2 separate regions of the Capsicum annuum genome follow, and region 2 is linked to region 1. The links are chromatin contacts, called in public Hi-C maps. All regions are on one chromosome and are shown on one strand. The core of a region is the stretch at or near the end of the contact, and the rest is flanking DNA. Distances in the headings are between cores, read along the strand shown.

Region 1 (4,761 bases), core at 1,400-3,899:
CATATGACAGCTCAGTTTCTTCATTTCAACTACTAGACATCGAAAAATCTAGCCAAAAAAGAGGCATGTGCTGTTCTAATGATATTTTTTTTATTTTCTTCTTTTTCATTTAATCTGGCAAAACGACTCATCGTCTAGATAGACAGAATCCTCTCAAGGAAATACTCCTCTCCAGAAACAAAGTAGTTCCTTTTTTGTTGTTCAACACCTCACCTCCTTATACAAAGTCGTCGCTCATTCTTTTCTCTAAACTAAACCCCCAGAATTGTTACACTTGCAATTGCACTTCATTTTTATCAAAGGCTATTAGAAAAAAAGACAAATCTAACGGGACTCTACATGCAAGAGGCAATTAAACTTGTGCTTTAGTAAAGAAAGGAACACATAAGGGAAAAGAATGCATAAACTAACTATAAACACAGAAAATTTCAGTAAAAAAAGAAGGAGAAAACCAAGAATCAAAAACTTGGTGAATAATGGACCAAGCCTATTTTTTTAACCAAGAAAATCTTGACGGCGGTGAATGCTGACCAAGTGAAACACATGAAGTAAAATCATGTCAACCAGATTCAACACCGTGTAATTTTTCTGATTGAGATGCAAAGATGTAGTTGTAATTTTCTAATCCTGATTATACAACTGATTTTACTGTACTAAAAATGCTTTTCTTAAGCCGATGATCTATCGAAAACAGCCCCTAAGAAAGGTATGCATCCACCCTCCTAGACCCGATTTGTGGGATCACACTGGGTATTATGTTGTTATTAAAATACAAGAGAAATATTTTGTATGATTTCCCTATAAAGATGAACAGATGTGGACTAGAAATAGAAGACTGGTTTTAATCTTGTCAATAACACGCATCACCCCATGCTGGCCCCTACGTCTTAACCCCTAATCCCTTTATGCTAAAGCCCTCAAACCAATTTTCCAAATAAATGGCGAATACCAAAGGAAAAATTGTACATAACCACTTACTCTCAATAAAGAATAAGCCACCAAACCATGACTTGACATTTTCTAAAGTTCTCAAGAATACACTATCTCTTAGTACTTGTAGAAATAAATTCAAATAATAAATTTGCCAATGAAATTCAACCCCTAATCCCGAACTCTATATCATCTCATCCAAGAACCAGTCAGATTTGTTTCTGATTTTCTCTTTACACATACAGCTCCTTCAATCAAATAAGTTAAATCTTTCTCAATCCAGAAAATATTACGTATGATGTCAAGTGATGAAATAGTTCAGCAATCTTTAAACTTATGACAGGTTTTTGTCACCTTTATATGAGCTGATATCTCCTCTTTTGTAATTATGCATCTTCTTGATGCCTCCGTGATTTATAAAACACTTACTCGTAAAAAATAGTTCAGCACTTTGGACTTGATCCTTCTAACTTCTAAGTGAGAAAATTAATAAAGACATGTAAATAGATTTAAACATATTACCAGCTTACGTATATCTCAATTGAAACTTTTTAAAGTTTTTTCCCTATGCGGGACAATCCATGAACCAATACCAGGAGTTTATTCTAGCTCTAACAATAACTATTTAGTCTAAAGATAACCTAATTAGTTGTAGTCAAAAAACATTATGAGTGTCTTGACTCAAGCTTTTCTCAATTTTAGCACTAATAACTTACTAAAACCTTACTATTTTGTCCAATCGCACTAAACGCAGTAGTTTTGACAACAATTAATACAATAAAATCGAGACCAATAACATTCTCAAATACATTGATCTCAGGTAAAAGGTGAATGGCAATTAAGTACTCCAAATGGTAAAACCTACAACATTCAAATTTTCTTTTTTCCTTTTTTACTCACTTTTCTGAGATTACAGTGATCACTATCTCACACCGCTGAAACTCCTAAAATTAAGCGCAAACACAAACTAACAGATCTACTAGTATAACCTTAGATCTGCAAATCTAACTATACAAAAACAAAAGTTCCAGAATTTAATTACAGTTTAACGCCCGCAAAAAAAAAAAGGAATCACTATATAGCTTAGGAACTTTGGAATAAAACTGATCTCATCAATGATCTGCCATTTACCGTACTTAACAATAAACAATAGATCTATCAATTTTAGTTAAAAATCTTAATGAACAGCTTAAATTCAATATATTTTCATTTTTAGATCAAAATAAATTCGCGAAAATAGGAATAAAGTAGAACAAACCTTCGCCATTCACGGAGTGCAAAACCTTCCTCACGCATTTCATTCGGTGGAGGAAGAACAGGTCCATCAGAGCTAAAAATTCCTTCAGAATCTTCACCTAGATCGTAGGCCTTACCATTCCCATTCGAGATCGGAGCTCCAAACGAATCGGTTTGACCCGACCCCGACCCGAACCCGTAGGGATCGGGACTGTCGACGGTATGAGATACATGTTCCACCGTCACTTCCTCATAGTCTCCACCGAATCCACCTCCAGAGCTGTGGAACGGCGGCGTATCGGCGGTGTAAGAACCACCGCCGTAGTCTCCGTCGTCGAACGGAGTTGATGTCGCCGGTGCCGGTGAGTCACCGTCCATACTGAACGCATCAAATGAAGACATTTTCACTTTTTCTCTCTCTATAGTATGAAAATTTCTAGATTTTTCCTTCTCACTTACATGTGTTGTGCGTATATATATGTGAGAATCTATCTACTGTGTGTGTGAATTTATGTTTCTACTGTTTTTCATTCGTTTTTTTTTTAAATTAAGTCATCTTTGGTCAAAATTTGGATTTTTTATTTTTACTACATCTAAGCTAAGGTAAATTATTACAATAACAATACACTCGGTGTATTCTTATATAGCCGGATCTAAAGAGGGTAGAGTATACGTCGACCATAACACTAACTCAAATGAAATAGAGAGGTTATTTTCGATAGATCCCGGCTTAGAATCAATAATAAGATAAATTATTATAAGAAAATTTTAAGATTTGCTTTCCTTTCAAAATGGTTGACTTCTTTTAAAAAAAATTTAACTATTCTGAAAATTTTTAATGAAATTATGAAAATTTTATTATATTTTGTAATACTATTCTTATTATTAAATGACTCAATAAAGTGTATATATTTAAATTTATATTATTAAAATATAATTAATAAAATTAATGTAGTAAAATAAATTTCAAAAACATTTTTTTAAAAATAAGTGACAAATCAACAAGCGCTAACTATTTTAAAAAGAAGAAAGTAGTCAACTTTTTATTAGTTGGATGGACATTTTGTTGACAGGAGAAGATGTTATTTGTGATTATATATTTTTACTTAAAATATAGGATAATGTTTGGATAAATATATGGATTTTATTTGATCGTACAAGTACATTGATTTGAAAGGAAAAGACGCAAAAAAAAAAAATAGCTAATTTCATTTTGTAATGAGATTAAGATGTAACTTGAAAAATAAAAATAGCAAGACTCGAATCTCATTAAACGAGAAAATCAAAAATGGAAACTAAATTCGATAAGAAATTATTAAAAAAAAAAATTAGAGTCTAACTCTATCTTTAATAAACTCACCTTCTCACAAATCTATAAATTTCACTCTTTCAATCAAGTAATGGCTTTTAACATTCATTTAATTTAATATGATGAGTTGATAATATTTTTGATAATTGGAAAGCATGATAATTAACTTATTTTCCGCTAATTAAGAATCTCTATTAAAATATTTTTCTAACTTATTTAGTAAATTTTCATAATATTATTATGACAAATTTACTAGTTATTAGTATTATTATGATTATGATAGTTTCCTTTTTAACATTTGTTTGTTTTTTTTTCAACTTTAACATTTGTTGTTTAATATTTACCTTTTTGAATATGTGGTTACTTTTATTTTCCATTTTCACCCACCTTCCATAAAAATATAATTTAAAAACTATCCCTCACTTATGCTCTCTCCCCCTCCCCTTCAATCCAAAAGCAATTTTTATAGACTTTATACTTGTATTGCTTTATTACTTTCATCTCTAATTCATCAAAATTCAGAAGTTGTTCATCACCTTTAATTCATTCCAATTGAAAATCAAGTTACTACTTATGAAACAACCTTTCATGTAGTGACATGAATGTAACAAACAATTGAATTTAAAAATAATTGAAATAATTAAAGAAAACTAAGTGAATCATATTATTATATTAAAAAATTAAAAACAATTTAAATTTGACATGAATTCTTACTTTATTGCAATATATATCGAAAAGGCCTTTGTTAATTGTGTATGAACAAAATATGAATTTAAAGGCAGGGTAAGAAAGAGTTTAGCTAATGGAGATATTAACTCTTCTGGGAATTAGTAACGTGTAAACCATGTCAAATCAAGATCAATCAATATTCGAACGGAACAGATTTGAATTTTTCTTAGAATAGTTTACTAGACATCAACTGTATCATTTTGACACCTTTTGTTGATATGGGAAAATGAGTGTATCAAAGTGTGTGAGAAACTTATTTGAACGATTTTTATGCCTCTTATTTTCTTCATCTTCTTCTCCATTTTTAGCCAGTCATTTTTATTTCGTAAAATTTAAACTTCTTTAATGGTGAATAAAGGTGTAAAGCTATTTAATGCTTGATTTTTGAGTTACTCCATTGTTGACCTCACCAGTTACACTCTCACAACCTCTTCTCCGACCAATCAACTCCGGCACCTCCACAATAACACCATCATTATAACATTTTCAACCCGTAAAACCCTCAAACCATTTCCGCAAATACCAGTAACAAACCGTTACTCTCATCCGCTTCAATT
Region 2 (4,910 bases), core at 85-2,584, 36 kb after region 1:
TACTTGATGGAAATTGTTGAGGTGTGTGCAGGGTGCTCAGACACCACTATTATCACAACAAAGTGGGGTGACTAAATTTCAAACATCTAACTGCTTCTAACATAGTGATCTTACTGATTGCTACGAGAAAGTCTTTATAACATTGACGTTGCTTTCCTATTGACTTTTATGTGTTAATTTGTATTCTTTATCCAGGAATTCCACATGACTCTGAACATGATTTCGCCGGAGACTCATTCAACAGTGCTTGAAGTAATAGAATCTTGTAGGGTTCAGTGAGAGCAGTAGATATCTCCATTGTTTCCCTTTCCTTTCGCGTCTTTTCCTTGAAGATATGGCGACAATGAGACTGTACAGCCTACCTACCTACTCTTGTCTGCAGCATTGGTGCATTACAAATCCCATCTCAGGATTTTTAGACATGTCCTTTGTTTGACTATGATTTCTCTCATCTTTATTGAAACATATAATTTTTTCCCCTATTTTCCAGCCGATTGTCACCTTGTTTGGTGTGGGCTGAGATGCTTGTACATGCAGAAAGATTATGAATGTGTAACAACGATTGTAATTTCTAGTAATTTTTTAGTTGATGGTTACTCTCTCTTGACAACTTGTTATGCACTTTTATCTTTTCTTTTTTTTTGTTGTGTCATTATGAATCTGTCACCTCTCACTGGAGAGGGAAAAAAAACTTAGTAGTTCCTACTTTTGCTGCTTTTACGTTTGTTTCACTTGTGTACCCTTTTTGTTCTCTAAAAGGGAAGGGAATAATTTAGTTTTGAATTATGACCTTTTGATTAGAATGGTGTTTCAGAATTTTCTTTTTTGGAAATATGGGGAAACTTTTTCAAAATAATTTCGTTGTTAATTTACTTTCCGTAGGTTTCGAACAAACCCAAAACCGCAGTGGTCAATAAACTGCTGGTAATTTAAGCTACTGTCACCTACTACTCCCCCTCCATCTGACAATACTTGTTACGTACGTACATGTTGAAAAACAATTACTAAATCACTATTTGAATATAATAAATTTTATGTCTTAAAAAATACGTTAGTGATGAATAATAATACTATGCACAATCTATCTGAAAATCACAAACATCACCAAAACACTACGAACAAGAAATTACAGACACACGCATAACACCATGACGACAACACAATCACTCCTTCCTACTACTAACCCTCTGTCCTAATTCGCGTCCTCCACACCTTCCTGTCTAGAGTCTTGTCCTCAGTAAGCTGTAACTGCTCCATGTCCTGTCTAATTACCTCCCTTCAATATTTCTTAGGCCTACCTCTATCCGCCTGAAGGCATCGATAGCCAACCTCTCATACCTCGGTGTTGGGGCATTTGTGCCCCTCCTCATCACATGCACGAATCATCTCAAACTCACTTCCCGCATTTTATCTTCCACTGAAGCTACTCTCACCTTCTTTCGGATAATCTCATTTCTAACTCTATCTTTACTAGTAAGTCCACACATCCAAAGCAGTATCCTCATCTCCACAACCTTCAACTTTTGGATGTGGAAGTTCTTGATTGGCCAATACTCCCCTCCATACAACATAGTCAGTCAGACTGTCACTCTGTAGAACTTGTCTTTAAGCTTAGGAGGCACTTCTTATCACACTAGACTCTGAAGTGAGCCTCCATTTCAATCACCTTGCACCAATACGATGTGTCATTCTCGTCAATCTTTTCATTTCTTTGAATCATAGACCCAAGATACATGAAACTATCTCTCTTCCAAATGGCTTGGAACTCCAGCTTCACTACCATGTCAGTCTCATGCGTCAAATCACCGAACTTGCACTCCAAGTATTTCATCTTGGTCCTACTCAATCTAAACCCTTTAGGCTCTAGGATTTATCTCAAAATCTCCAACTTATCATTATCTCCTCCCCGGATCTTGTAAATGAGAACAACATTATCAACAAATAACATACACCAATGCACCTCCCCTGAATACGCCACGTTAGAACATCCGTCACCAAGGAGAATAAAAACGAACTAACAGTTGATCCCTGGTGCAATCCTGTCAAAACAAGAAAGTGTTCCGAATCTCCTCCCATCGTTCTCACCTGCGTCTTCGCTCCATCGAGCATATTTTGAGTCGACCTATTGTACGTCATGAGAACACCTCTAGCCTCCAATTACACAGAACCTCACTGGGGACTTTGTCTTACGCTTTCTCAATATGGAAAGATATTAATATAATGTAAAAAAGAAAAGTCCTAAATAAAGATGGTAATAAATAAGAGTAATTTAGTCAAATTGCCTCTTGTTAATGTTTTTCTTAAATGTGCGCAATTTAAAAAGGTGACAAGTAAATAGGAACAGATGGAGTATTTAATAGGAAGGGTAAAATAGGTAGAAAAGGATAATTATTCATTGATTTTTCAAACTTAACAAGTACTATTGGACATCATTTTTACAAGTATTGTTGAACGGAGAGAGTACTAATTTGGTTTTTATTACAGTATCATTTTGGAAATTGTTAATAAATTTACCTGCCAATATTATAAAACGATTACAAAAGTTTCACAATAATGAATCTAGATGCATATCAAATTTTGAAATTTGAACTTAATTGAATAGGATAAGAGTTTGTAATAGACATATTTTCTAGTTTCATACTTCTACGTTATCCCATTTCATTTTATTTTTTATTCATTGGTAAACAACTTATCAGTGTTGTACGTTGAAAGAGAGGTATATTTATTCGTCGGAAAAATTCGACCAATAGAATTGAGGGAGGAGTATATTTGTTTATGTATTTTTTATAGGTCAGATCGGGCGGTTAGATTAGAGTGTGTTTTATTTTTAGAAAATGATCATTTAACATTGATTTGAGTTTTTCTGTTAAAGGAAGGGTACAAAATAAAAGTCTCTTAACAATGTGTCCAAAGTATGACGTCGAGGGTAAATTAGACCACAAAATATGACGAAGGATATATTTAGCTAATTTTGCCAAGTATAGAGGGTAAATTTGGCCCAAAAATATGATAATAAGGGTAAACTTTAGCCTTAAGTATGACGAATTTTTAAAAGTAGACGGATAAATTTGACCAAATTCCCTATTATCACAGAGCAAGAAAGAGATGGAAAATGGCTTTCATAACATGATAATTTCTTCTTTCACTTCTTGATTTTATAGGAATTTGCAGGGTCAATGCAGCAAAATATTACATGTAGAACACAACTAGGACTTACTGAAGCTTAATATTCTTAATTAGTAGTTAAGAAAACAGAAGAAGAACAACAATAACAATAACAACGCCTTATTGGAACTTCTATTATTAGTAGATGGAGCAGCAGCAGCAACAACAACAAGAAGGTCCTACTGAAGCTTACTATTCTTTGTTAGGAATTCGAGCACGAGTTGATTAACCTCGTCGGGTAGTTGTTCTTGAACAAAATGAGTTCCTTCTGCCAAGTTAACTATCTGCATATTAGGGACTAAACTTCTGAGGATTTCACTACTAATGTAATCTTTGATTCCTGGAAATTTGAGGAAATAATCTTTCTCTCCCATAATAAACAGTGATGGAACGTGAACGGTTGGATCTGTGATATCGAGTTGTTCATGCAGTGACCTTTTGCAAGACGAAGTTCATAAACAACCAAGAAAAAAAAGGAGAAATCAGCTAAGTGCTCAGTAATTCATCAACCAGCAAAACAATTCTTATAGTTCCATTTCTTTTATCATGGTGGTTCGAGTTAGCTTGCAGACACCTCGACGATTTTACAAAGATCATGCATTTTCTCACAAGCTCTCATGTGCAATTCCTATAACTTGATTTAGCTTGTAGGTTCATGAATGTTAGTTTGCTATACTGTTATCGGTCCTAAGTCGGGGATCTATTGGAAACAGCCACTCTACTTCATCTAAGGTAGTGATATGATGTGCGTACACTCTACCCCCCACACCCCACTATGTGGGAATACACTGGGTATGTTGTTGTTCATGAATGTTAGCAACACATCTGGAATTAATCTTTTCTCAAGTCTGCCTCTCCTGGTATAAGGGCGGTCCGATTATTCACCGAGTTTTAAACCATCCAACATCATAGAAGCCTATAATGTTAGGACCTTAAAAATGACGGTGCACCAGTGTCGGATCCTCCAAAGATACACAGGTTTCGGAGAATCGGACACTATTTTTGAAAACTTCGAGAAACATAGAATAAAACATACATATTTGTGTGCATGATACCTATAGGGAACCTGCAAAGCAGTTCGGAATCCAGAATTCTCATACAAAGCACCATATGCAGACAGATCTTCCTCAGAGAACCAAGGGGGCAGAGGAGGTTGCACAATGTCCATGATTTCTTGATTTTCATTGGCTATTGGTATTTCACTTCTGGAGAAAAGAATGTATATATTCCTCACTACTGTTTTGGCGTCAAGGCGACCAAAATCAACTTCAGCTCTTACTGGCTCCTGCAAACAATTGAAAATACATGTATCTACAAGACTGATCAAGAGAGAGCTACGAATGATAATAATGATGAAAGCAAATAAGAGATAAAAACGTATTAACATACCCGAAATCTTGAAACATAGAAGCCTTCAGGGAGGCCTTTAAACTCGAGAGGTCCGGGAGGCAAAAATGGCACTCCCATAACAATAAATCCTGATACGAGTGACAAAACGCGAAATGACAATAGTTCCAAAGTCTTTACCAACAAGAAAAACCTACATTATTGGGCAGATACAGAGCTGAAAATAGGAACAGGGATATTATCTTCAACTTACAACAACTAAAATTTAAATTTATAAGCAAAAGCTATTTGATTGAGAGCTATACAGAACTAAATAATGATAAAAATAAATAGGGAGCACGGTACATTAGAGCTCCCGCTATGTGGGGAGTCTGGAGAAAGGACCGGACCACCGAGAT

The links. A called contact is a pair of places that touch in the nucleus more often than the background predicts.
Region 2: a contact with region 1 is called in a Hi-C map of leaf, with 3 times the contacts expected there. The contact joins the enhancer-like site here to the promoter of LOC107859415 in region 1. A contact is called at or near these places in 3 of 5 Hi-C or Micro-C datasets (bud, leaf and placenta).

Annotation. Positions count from the first base shown.
Region 1 is chr2:129,771,181-129,775,941 of UCD10Xv1.1, forward strand. LOC107859415 (clathrin light chain 1) reads right to left here and starts at 2,650. Exons shown (of 3, transcript XM_016704420.2): 1 at 2,189-2,650. The coding sequence starts at 2,568.
Region 2 is chr2:129,808,902-129,813,811 of UCD10Xv1.1, forward strand. LOC107859413 (wings apart-like protein 2) reads left to right here. Exons shown (of 13, transcript XM_016704416.2): 13 at 196-610. The coding sequence ends at 279. It also overlaps the pseudogene LOC107859412. Among protein-coding and RNA genes, the nearest start is that of LOC107859411, 6.7 kb to the right of the region's middle. Within about 2 kb of position 1,335, at least 1 of the 5 cell types and tissues checked has an H3K27ac peak or open chromatin away from gene starts, as enhancers often do. A contact at or near this core is called in leaf, where this site is marked.